Regions from separate parts of the Arabidopsis thaliana genome. Here region 1 is linked to region 2. The links are chromatin contacts, called in public targeted proximity ligation maps. All regions are on one chromosome and are shown on one strand. The core of a region is the stretch at or near the end of the contact, and the rest is flanking DNA. Distances in the headings are between cores, read along the strand shown. Region 1 holds the start of EMB2756 (transmembrane protein (DUF616)). Region 2 holds the start of AT1G34470 (magnesium transporter, putative (DUF803)).

Region 1 (6,098 bases), core at 3,303-5,802, 48 kb after region 2:
GCAGTTAAAGACACTAACTAATGAAAACACTCTCCAAGGAAGGTACTAATCCTGGTTTATATCAGTCAATACACAGATCCTTACTGCTAGGAAGAAGCTTGAACGGATCCGAAGCATTGAATCTGGTCAGCCCATCAGCCTTGTAAAACTGAAACTGTTGATTAATAACAGTATGGTTATACTTGTTCAGCTTCTTGTTTTGTGCAACCTCTTCCCATAAACAATGACGGTCATAGTGATTGGATATAGCATACTCGTGACCTTTACGCCATAGGAAGTACTCCAGAATGAGTAGTGGGTCCAACTGAAGTCGTAACTTGCTGTCCAACCAGATTGAGTACCTGGAAGAATATAAACCATGTGAGTTTCTGTGTGTGGGTTGATACAAATGACAGATCTGGTCTGACTTGAGAAAATTTTCAGCGGGTATTGCATGTCACATTCCAAAGCATATTTCCAGAGAACCAGTTTCAAGATCTAATCGTCAATGTATTTCACATTTAACCTTTGTCTTTGTAGCTCAGAATGAAAAGTATACACATGCTTTATAACTGATGTTATTTCCGGTACTTTTTTCAATTATACTTAATTATGAGTCACTGACCTGTTCTCTACATGCAACTGCTGGAAAACATATGTGCTAGTCAGACCCATCAAAATGAGAGTTATCGTTATGACATGAGACTCACCTTGCTGATGGGAAAAGTCGGTGTGGCAACATTTTTGGTATTTTTCCTACCCTCCGCATATCTGCGTAAGGAAGATTCTTCACGACAACCAACTTCCACAGACCAATGAATCCTGCTCTGTCTGGGGCATGTCCTTCTGCAGAAAGTGTTTGCATGGTAATCTCGTCCACGAACACAATGAAGCATACATTTTTTCTCGACAACCGACTTATCTAAATGAAAAAAGAAAAGAACTAAGGTTAGCATAGGTAACAAAAATAGCATAGCCATGAATCAAAAGGAAAATACGAACACAACAGATCAAATATGTCTTCTGAGGTTCTTGAGGAAGCGATTCTAACAGATGGCTGTCCGTGGTTGATGAAAACACCCACAAAACCAACTTTCAGATGCCAGCTATCTAAATATTAGTAACACACAATTTGTGTACCTAGCTCAAAACTGCTCAATTTAATCTTATTCCCAGCAACTAGTCTACAACAACATCCACAGTTCAACACATGCCACTCGAACTCAAAGATAACTCAAGTCGCAACTCGCAAGTCTCTGTTACTGACTATGTAAGCTTAGGGCCAACGTATGGGAGGTAGGCTACTCTAAACATACACAACTCACTGGTCATAGTTTCCAAATCTTAACATGGAAAAGAAACGACCACAACATAAACATAATCTAAACGATGGACAGAAGCATACCATTTTGTTGGCAGGAGGCCTCAAACGATCAGAATTGCCAAAGATGCATGAGCTAACAGCGATGTGGCATCTACTGATATAATTAGTATCATCTTCTGTCAGGTCAAACCCAGTGCTTGAAGATCCTTTGGGACCTTTGACAAAGCCGCAATGAATTTTCTTGTCTTGAGCCACGAAGGAATCTTCTCGCTCCTGTAAACTCTGATGACCTGCAAATCTAGGCTCCCACTGTTCTTCTTCATCAGGCTTATCTTCCTTCTCTATGTACTGTAAAGAAAATCTAGCAGATTTTCGAGTATTCAAGGGCTCCACTATTGGTTGACTAGAATTCAATAGCTTCATTTCACATGAACCTGAAAGATATGAACAACAAATGAATGATGAGCAGCAAATACCCACACTGACTTCACAACCAAGCTGATCACAAATTATCACCTGAAGATCTGCGACGACCTCTTCTTTTAGTATCAGATCGTGATGTTTTCCCAGACTTACCACCCTTACTAACAAGAGAAGAATCCCCAAGTGACATTTTTGAAACACCTCCATCATCCTTGTCCACATTCTCTTGCTTGGTCACCAAATGAACAACCTTCTCTTTATGCACCTCTTCATTATCATCCTCATGCCCAGAATCAACATATTCATCCCCATCATGAGAATCAATCGCATCATCATCCTCACGATCCCTATCAACTCCCTCATTGTTTTTCTCATGACCACCTTTCCCAAGCGTAGCTTTATACTCAGCTTCATACATCTTCAACTCATTCCTTCCAGCTTCATTATACAAACCAATCCCCTTCACAGGATTATGAACTTGTTGTACATCCTTTTTCACTTCATCCTCATTATAATCATCATCTCTTCTTCTATCATCTTTATCCCAATACCTCGAATCTCGTCCATGAATCACTGAACCTTGACCAAACTCAAGCACTTTCGAAGGATCTAATCTAGTCACATTCGTCAAAAAATCACCCTCATATGAATCAACAAATCCTGCCCACAACACAACTCTAATCAAAAACAATCTAAGGAACTTCAACAGAAAGATCCAGAGAACAAAAAAAAAACTGACCTTTATCATCGTAGCTATTATAAGTAAACCCAGAGATATAACAGTAAGCGAGAACAGTAACAAGAAGCACAAAGCAAAGAACAAACACAACAGAACCGATTCCAAGTCGACGAATCTTATCAGCTCTCACGGATCTTCGCCACCTGTTGTTGTTACCTTTAGTAGCTCCACCGACGCCGTTTCGGATCCCGATCGTTACGTGATCAGAAGAAGCTCCTCCGCCGTTGCCGCGAACACTAAATCTATCTGTTCCCGATTGTCTAAATTGAGCCATTTTAGCATTGTCGTCGTCGATGAGCACTCTCTACCAAATATATATATACACAGAGACGCGAGAAGAGTGGTGGTGAAGGATTTGTGTGAAGTATGGTTGAAGCAAGGTTTTTTGGGGGAAGAGTTTGGTTATAGTTGTTCACGGACGAATTAGATCGATTTCGCCATTAAAGTACAAAAATGTGATTAGGTGAGAGAAAGGAGAAGATGCAGATGAATGCGCGTGATCGGCGACGCGCTTCCGGCAGAGATTAAACTTTATACGGTTGTGTGTGTGCTTCTGGATCTGTGTATAGGAGGAGTCGGCCGCTAGATCTGACCCGACCCGATTTCTTTATGGATCATTCGGTTTTCTGGTTTTTTTTTTTTAATTTAAGGAGGAAAAAAAACAGAGGAAATATTGGTGTTTTCTTTTTTACTCAACATCAACTTCATTAGATCATCAAATTAAGTAGGTGTTGGATGAGAGTTATGTTATACATTAATGGTGTTGAATAAGAATAATCAATTAATTGTTGGAGCTTAATAAATCAAGTGAACAAGAAGAAGATATTGGGTCGTTTATGCATCGGGTTTAGTAGGCCTGGGCATTATATCTGAACTCGAAGAACCGAACCGAATCTGACCTGAAATATCTGAATCCGTTCTACTTCGGTTCCAACTAATTACCTGATCGGATTCTGTTTTCAAATAATTGTGGGTATCGGGTATTACCCGAACAGAACCCGATATCCGTGAGTATTTTTTATACCCGAACATATATATACACATGAGGACATATATACATTGATTGGATTATGGAACAAGCTCAAAATAAGGTTTACATCTTGTTTCATGTTATTATCTTAAAGAAAAACTTGTTATAATTCAGGTCTTTTGGGTTTTACGGATACTTTTATGTATATTTGGATATATTTGGATAAAGTTTGGGTAAGTAGTATTCAATCCGAAATAGTTTTGGTTATTTATCGAGTTTTTCAACAAATACCCGAATTATTCAGATCTGAAGTAAATCCGAACCGAATCCAACCCGAAAGACATGACCCAAACGCGACCCGAATACCCAAATGCCCAGAGCTATTGGTATCGAATTTAGTCGGTTTAGTATTCAGTTTAGATTGTAAAACGACTAAAACATTAGTATGATCTAAACCGACGTTTGTGGATTATGAGGATTGGAACTATGATTTGAGATATAAGTTATGAACGAACAAAAACAGACGAAGGCATTTTATTACATGACAAGTGAAACGAACTTTGTTTTCTGTGTCATGCATGATATTGGCGTTAAAAACACACGAAGGTGATGTCAGGTTACGCTACGTCCCGACTTACTGTAGTCCCCAACTCCCAAAAGGAATCTTTATAAGCAACATATCAGTTGAATAACAAGTGAGATTTAGTCGAAATTACAAATAATTCATATCAAGGCAAGCAAGTTTTACTAGACCAAACAGAACCGCGCTTACCAACAGTTTGGTATGGAAACTAGACACTACTAATCTTGCTATTGCTTGGCAATAACCATTAGAGAACAAGTCTCATCTATGTGTCCAATTTAACTTCAATCTTAGGAGATTTTTCAAGAAGAGAGCTTAGCTCAGTAACATAGCTACCCCAGTCACTTGTGGCATTAACACCCGAACCAGAAATCCCTTCCTTTGTAGTCAGAGCTCCATAAAACCGCTTCATTGCGACTTCAGTCGAAAGAGCATGCACATAACTGTGTAATCTCTGAAACTTCTCTCTAGTTTCTTGCTCATCGATAAGCTTTTCTCTAAGCTCATCCGGGAGGAAAGCCAGCACATTAACCATATTAGAAAATTGAACCAATATAAAAGAGACATGTGTCTCATATATAAATCATCAAGCCTCTTAGCTAAGAGTTTTTTCTAATTCTCTCTCTTCATATTCTACTTTCATATGCATAAGAACTATCTAAAAACCTTCCATTGAGGATGCTCTAAGCCTAAACAATCCAAGCAAACACAAGAACTCCGCTAAACAATGAGAACAAATTTGTAAGAGTTCTTTGGCGAAGACGATCCCTAATTCATTATGCATGCCAAACTGTGATCCTTTCCTTGCGGAGAGAACTGCTGGAGCTGAAGAGAAATTGCCTGCTCAAAAAAGCATGCCTAGGTAAAATTTGAAAAGTTACATCATATGGTCATTTCTTTAAAATAAAGATTGGTGGTTCTATTCAATTTGAAAAGATTTGGCGAATAGGTCTGTTTGGCAACGCTTTCTCTTGAGTTGGTGTAGAAGTCCATGATTGTCAATGCGTTTTTGCGTTAGTTCTCGGAGAAGTTGTAGGTTTCTATCTTGAGGTTTTGTGGACGGGCCTCAAATAGATATGCTCGTGGTAACTAGGATGAGGATTCCAGTTCTTCGGTTCTGTGGCAACCACGCAAATTTCTGAGCTTTGCGGACTCGGAATCGGTGTTTTTAAGTTATGTAGGTTGCTTTATTCCGTTTCTAGTATTCTTTGTAATATCTGTCAAAAATCGAAAATGGTGTAAAATTTAACCTTTTATCAAAAAAAAATGATTTGGTGGTTTTTCTTTAAAAATAAATAAATATATTTGGTGGTTTTTTTATAAAACAAACAAAAAAGTTTATTAAATTATATATAGAGCTGGTTTATTTTTAATCGTCAAAAAAAAAAAAAAAAAAACATCCATAATTAAGCCTTTTGTTTTCTATTATTTGTTGTCCAGGTTAAAGAAAAAGCTTAGAATAGGAAAGGATTAGTAAGATACATTTAGGTTTTAAACTACAACGATGATGAGGTCAGTGCATGATACCTTCTTTTTCCATGATTTGTTTTTTTTTTAGGAATTTGGATTTCATATTGATTTAAAAGGTTTCAAGTAGGCTAAAGTTACGATCTATGGTTATTCTCTTTGATTTCAAATTGAAGGCTAAAGTTACCATATCTAGGGTTATTCTCTCTGTTGACCGATCCATAGAACTAAATGCTTTGGGGAATTTGCATCTGATTTTTCTGACTAGAATTTGTTGTTTATTAATCTTTGTGCATTGGAAAGCCCACAAAAATTGCATCACGAGTCTTCTTCTTCAATGAGTTCCTCTGACATGTCGATTATCTCGAAACAATTTGAATTAATGTCGATGACTGACCGAGTTCTCCGACACAACAAAAGATTACTACAAGAGTCAAGATATTCTCCATACACTTTAGGGTTAGTGATCTTCATCATTCCCTTTTGAAGGTTTATTTTCTTACTCGTGTTAGAAAGTGAAAAGTATCAATTTGTGCAGGACAAAAGAGAAGCAGAAACATAAACAGAAAGAGGAGGCTGTACAACTAGGAGTTGAGCTCTCTCTCTTTGTCGC
Region 2 (5,912 bases), core at 2,599-5,098:
ATAGCACAGAACGTCCAAACAACTTCCAAAACAGAAAACAAACTTTTACAAAAATTCTTTAACCAAAAGTGTGGATAATCATATTTGATGTCAAGAACTTGCTTTGTGACTGTTCCTCATCTCGAACTCTTTTTTAATATATTGCCTTAGAATAGCTTCTATTAACTTATTTCTTGGTAAATGGTTTCATGAGAAAGAGGAAATGTCTCAGATGCGTTTCAACGTACTCATGAATGATAAGGTAATCATGTTAAACCTATTCCCATCATTTTATACTCTTCTTAATAGAACCAATGTGAGTTTAATCTATATTCCAAGTATTCAGGGGTGTAGTTATAATCTTCTATTTTGAGAGGATAGCTCCCACCGGTTCTGCCTCAAGATTAGAGAGACTGTTAGTGTTTTATTGCATGTTTTCTCAAATTAAGTTGTGTGGTTTTGTCCGTTTGATGTAGACATTGTTCATTATTAAGGAGTTGTATTGCAGGAATATAACTTAGTGTGAGCCTGTTGATGTATCTATTAAGGAGTTGGTAAAGAGACTTGAAGAAGGTAAGCTTTTGTTTCGTAGAGTAGTTTCTTAGAATGTTGGCCAAAGATTATAGCGACTGTGTTCTGTATTGTTTAATATCCGTATAACATTATTCGCTAAATTATATTAGGACTAGCAACACTTAAAGACGTCAGTGAAAAATTAAAAGTCTTGTGAATATGGGAGAGCCAACCATTTTTCATGTTAAGGTAACTTGTTTCTTTAGTATTTTTAGTTTACTTTGCATTACTTTTGTCCAGGTTAAAAGTACGAATGAGAAGCAACCTTAGCTGAGTATATAGTAAGTTTCATTAATTATTTCTCGGCTCTAATTTTGTTGTATCAATTTTATCTTGTGATTATCTTTTTTGATATGTTTCACTATGCTCAGAGTAAATAACAAAATGTTAACTCTCTCTTGCTCTCTCTCTCATAAAAAAAATAAACACAGCCAAAAATGTTCCTTACACTCGAAAAAAAAAAAACACTAAACGCACGAAGACGTAAAACACCACAAAAAAAAAAAAAATTAGACTTAAAATGCAAAAATAAACTCCACAACTCACGATCAAGTAAATTACACAAAATCACGATAACATAAATTCGAGAAATTCACGATCACGTAGATTAATCATAAACAAAAAAATATTAATCAAACACAAAAATACAATAAAAATACTTAAAATAAACTCCATAACTTCACGATCACATAAACTAATCATAAACAAACAAAAAAAACATTATTTTAAACCACACGCAACAAGTAAAAAAAAATATAGAATAAAAATGCAAAAATAAATTCCACAACTTTGTAAATTCCACAAATTACGATAACATAAATTCGACAAATTCATGATCAAGTAAATCAATCATAAACAAAAAAACATTAATTTTAAACACACTCAAAGATACAAGAAAATGCTAAAATAAACTCCACATCTTCATGATCACATAAATTAATTATAAACAAACAAAAAACATTATCTTTAAAACACACGCAACAAGTAAACATAAAAATACAATAAAAATGCAAAAATAAATTCCACAACTTCATGATCACGTAACCATATTTTGGTCTGTAACCATATCAAGCGGTTAAAAACCTTAACCATTAACCGTAAAAATATATAGGTATGGTTAACCATACGGTTAAAACCTTAACTGTTAATTAACCATATGGTTAAAACCTTACAAATATATTGTAAGTGTGTATAATGCAAAAGACAAGGATCGAATGTTCAGATAATTTTTTTGTTTTAATGATAGTGCATATGAAAAAATCTATGTTAAAAAAAAACAACTATGTTGTAATTAAGAAAAGTTGATCTACAATATATATTTTTATCTTATTAAAAACAGTATAAACGGTCGGATAATTTGTTAAATTTTGCCTCTGATATTACTCGTATCGTAATCATCAATTAAACATAACTTATTTTTTTATTTTTTTTTGGTCATGCCTAAGTTTGCTTTCTCTCAAACACATTTTCAATTTAGATTCTTTTTGAGCAGCACTAATTTTAACTCAATCCTTGTTTCAATATTCTCTTGCTAATATAATTTTGAGTGTCACAGTGAACCTGTAAAATATCGTGTGATCAATTTTTACATTGTTTTTACGTCTGCATATTATTTTTTGGTTTGTAAAGGTTTTTTTGAATTCAGATATTTCATTTACATATCAATTAGAATAAAGAGTCAAGTCATTATTTTTTCTCGTCATTAGAGAGATGAATTATTCATGTTCAATCTTTTCGTAATATGGTAATATCGCCATCGCATGTCTGCGCTTGTCTCTCTACATCCTTGACCACCATAATCTGAGCTTTTGAACGCGATTATTTTTATACCGTACCGAACGCTGCAACCATTTGATGAGTCTCTAACTGAAATATGGAGTGTGAATCAAACTTACTTTTTAACTGAAATTGTGGTATTGATTCCTACAAACCAAATTGGTTCTTAAATAAAGATATACAACTAAAAGCTAGTGACTGCAATTGTTCTCGTTTTTTCTCTCCTATCAACGAGAATGACATTGTTAAACTCGGAGACTTAGTAGCCATTAGCCACCGTAGACTGCGGCATACACTATATAGCAATCTTCATTTGTATCACCCATTTCTTCAACTAGAACGCCGCTTGAGCAAATCAGTCCTCCATCCACTACCTCCACATTCACAATCTCCACTTCAAACAAAGAAGGAAGTAATGATTGTGATAACATGGTAGATAAAGCTGACTCCAAGACTAAGTAACACAATGAGAGATGTTTTCGCACAAACAATACTGGATCAAATAAGTAAATGGTAATGCTCGTTTCTGTCTACTTTTCACAACACCAATCTTAATCCAATTTCACAGTAACTTATATCTAGTACAAAGCCAAAATTTCGAACTCAAATTTTCCACAATAATACTTGAAACAAAGAACTCAAGTTTCTTCTGGGAAGACAACAACTTTGTTTAGAAATTCTATGATCGAGGAGGTTACCTGTGGAACTTACTATGGGAAGATGGACTTAACATTCTCCAAATCCAGCTGCTGGTAAAGAGAATGAGGCACTCCAAGCTTAATCTGAAACTTTATTTCTCCAAATGAAACTCCAGGAATCGAACCTTCGACACATTCAACGCCACCAAGTCAAGTTAAAAGTCAACAGTTTTCAAAGATTTAAATCTAGATCCGTGAAAGAGTCTCTCATTACGTAAAAGAAGTTTATAAAAAGAGGACGACGTGACCATTTTAAAATATTTTTGATTTTCTTCTAATTTTTATATTAAATTTTAAAATTAAATAGTTATAGTAAAACTGAAATTTTAAATTTTTAGACACAATAAAATAAATGTTAATAAAATTAATTTCATATCATCTAAAACTTAATAGTTAATTGAGATGATAAAGAGAAAATTGGAATTTTATTTTAGTTGTGAGATCGTAAGTATGAAAATAATAATATTTAATTGTTTAGATATTAAATTACATTATTTCGTGTATTTTTCTTCCAACCAAAAACAATTGGGTATGAAACGTCTAAATAAAAATTAATTGATGTTTTTTATAAAAAATTTCACCATAATATTTACCATACCATATCTATTTAATATTTATCATTAAACCGGTTATACTATATGTTCCGCTAACACTTCCGCACAAATTAAATAACAATTTATGAAAATTTGCATCCAATCGGTTTTGAACTTTAGACTCGTAATTACTTCATACAAAACTCTTTTAATTTATTTTCTTATTGCAATAGTAAATATTAATACTGTTCATTTTTTACATAACATGAACTATTATTTTTGTGTTGCTATTTTTAATATTTTCTAATTATTTCGCAATTAGTAAAAATCGAGAATACTTGCATCGTTTTATTATGTCACCAGAAATAGATTTTATTTTAAAACAATTTAGAGGTTGCATCAATTAGATAGGCAAAAAAAAATTGAGTGCTAGAGAAATCTTTTACCTTTTTCGTAAATTTAGATGCTTCTTCATCACTACAATTTCTCTCCTGTCACTCTCTTCTTCTACGCTCTTGTCTTTATATCCGATCTACCTCGTTCCCTCTCAAATCCCTAAATCGTCTCCTATATCCTTTCGCAAATGGACAAACCCAAGATCTGAAAAAGTTTTTGTCTTTTCTCTCCCAATCGCCTGATTCAAGCCTAAAGCTCGGTTTTTTTCTTCTGGGTATTTAGGGGTTAAGTGTATTGTAGAAAAGCATGGCGAGTTTGAGTGGGAGTTGGAGAGATGCGTATAAAGGAATGTCATCGGATAATATAAAGGGTTTAGTATTGGCTTTATCTTCAAGCTTATTCATTGGTGCTAGTTTCATTGTTAAGAAGAAAGGTCTCAAGAGAGCTGGTGCTTCTGGTCTCAGAGCAGGTTATTTCCATTCTCTTTACTGATTTGGAGGAGATTTGTGTTTGTTTCACTATGCAAAGATTGGAAATTTATTCTGCCAGTTTTAGATTTCTGCTTCAGGGTAGTTTCAAATTCTAGTTGATCATTTGTTGTGTTTTTGTGAGAGTGAAGTGAAGCAGCGCCAATGGCTAATTAAGTGTTATGTTAATGATTACAGATGTAGTAAAAGTATATCACAAATCAGATAGATGTTGCTCTTTTGATTCTCGTTGATGATTCTGGTGATGGTGTTGTGTAGGTTCTGGAGGTTATTCTTACCTGCTTGAGCCTCTCTGGTGGGTAGGCATGATAACGAGTGAGTTCCCTTCATATTTAAAGGTTTGCTCCTTTTTTGGGGTCTTGGTTTACTTGTTGTTAGTACTGCAGATTGGTTTTGTTTGTTGTTATTGGAAGATGGTGAGGGTATAAGTAGTTATTGGCGTTTCAGTGATGTTGATGGGATAGACAATGTTTCATTGTTTTGCAGTGATTGTAGGGGAAATTGCCAATTTTGCTGCTTATGCCTTTGCGCCTGCCATTTTAGTAACTCCTCTTGGTGCTCTCAGCATAATTATCAGGTTTGGATAGTATTAAGTCAGATTTATTATGTATTGATCTAGCTGTGGAATCACAATCAACTTTTAGTGTTGTCTATATAAGGAATATACAATGTGGCCTAGTCTAAATTTTTTGATTCACAATGATAGTATTGTTGAACCATTAGGAGTTGTGCACTGGAGTAATTGAAATAGAACATTTCGGATGTGAATTTTGCAGTGCTGCTCTTGCTCATGTCATCCTACACGAAAAGTTGCATACTTTCGGGCTTCTTGGTTGTGTCTTATGTGTTGTTGGTTCGATAACTATTGTCTTACATGCTCCTCAAGAACAAGAGATTGATTCTGTGTTACAAGTATGGAATCTTGCGACAGAACCTGGTACCATTTGATCTCTTTTCAAATCTTGTTTTATCCCGTCTAATTGATGTTTGATTAATCTGTCTAAGACATGGTGATATGTCCTGTGCAGCTTTTCTTCTCTACGCTGCAGCAGTAGTAGGAGCAGCCATTATACTCATAGTTCAGTTTGTACCACAGTACGGTCAGTCACATGTCATGGTATATATCGGGGTTTGTTCTCTTGTTGGATCATTGTCGGTAAGTACCCAAAACTTATGATTTAACATTTTTATTCATTAGCTTTGTTTTGAGTCCTAATAACTTGAACGATTTGAGCAGGTCATGAGCGTCAAAGCGCTCGGGATAGCATTAAAGCTTACGTTTTCAGGAATGAATCAGTTAATTTACCCTCAGACATGGGTCTTCACGCTGATAGTTCTCACCTGCGTGATAACCCAAATGAACTATCTAAACAAGGTATAGAGGTAGCATCAGTTTCATGTTGATATCTGTTAACATATCATGAAATTTCATTCGGCTTCTCTTTTTGTTTTCTTGATTACAGGCGCTT

The links.
Region 1: a targeted proximity ligation map of shoot shows a contact between it and region 2, with 10 read pairs. A contact is called at or near these places in 5 of 26 Hi-C or Micro-C datasets (leaf, root and seedling), 1 of 2 datasets of targeted methods (shoot) and 1 of 3 other capture datasets (shoot).

What each region holds. Positions count from the first base shown.
Region 1 is chr1:12,648,094-12,654,191 of TAIR10.1, forward strand. EMB2756 (transmembrane protein (DUF616)) reads right to left here and starts at 4,553. Exons shown (of 8, transcript NM_103178.2): 1 at 4,302-4,553; 2 at 2,466-2,769; 3 at 1,820-2,386; 4 at 1,385-1,737; 5 at 690-901; 6 at 85-341. The coding sequence starts at 4,553. It overlaps AT1G34560 (hypothetical protein (DUF1184)), which reads left to right and starts at 5,868. Exons shown (of 3, transcript NM_103179.2): 1 at 5,868-5,944; 2 at 6,024-6,098. The coding sequence starts at 5,868.
Region 2 is chr1:12,600,313-12,606,224 of TAIR10.1, forward strand. It overlaps AT1G34470 (magnesium transporter, putative (DUF803)), which reads left to right and starts at 3,849. Exons shown (of 9, transcript NM_103169.3): 1 at 3,849-4,424; 2 at 4,702-4,758; 3 at 4,930-5,020; 4 at 5,220-5,380; 5 at 5,472-5,599; 6 at 5,681-5,818; 7 at 5,907-5,912. The coding sequence starts at 4,262. AT1G06773 (a long non-coding RNA gene) reads right to left here and starts at 2,829. Exons shown (of 1, transcript NR_139146.1): 1 at 2,586-2,829. CYCB1;5 (CYCLIN B1;5) reads left to right here. Exons shown (of 15, transcript NM_001333105.1): 14 at 198-552; 15 at 793-2,067. It overlaps AT1G06757 (a long non-coding RNA gene), which reads right to left and starts at 1,048. Exons shown (of 1, transcript NR_139145.1): 1 at 702-1,048. It also overlaps AT1G06763.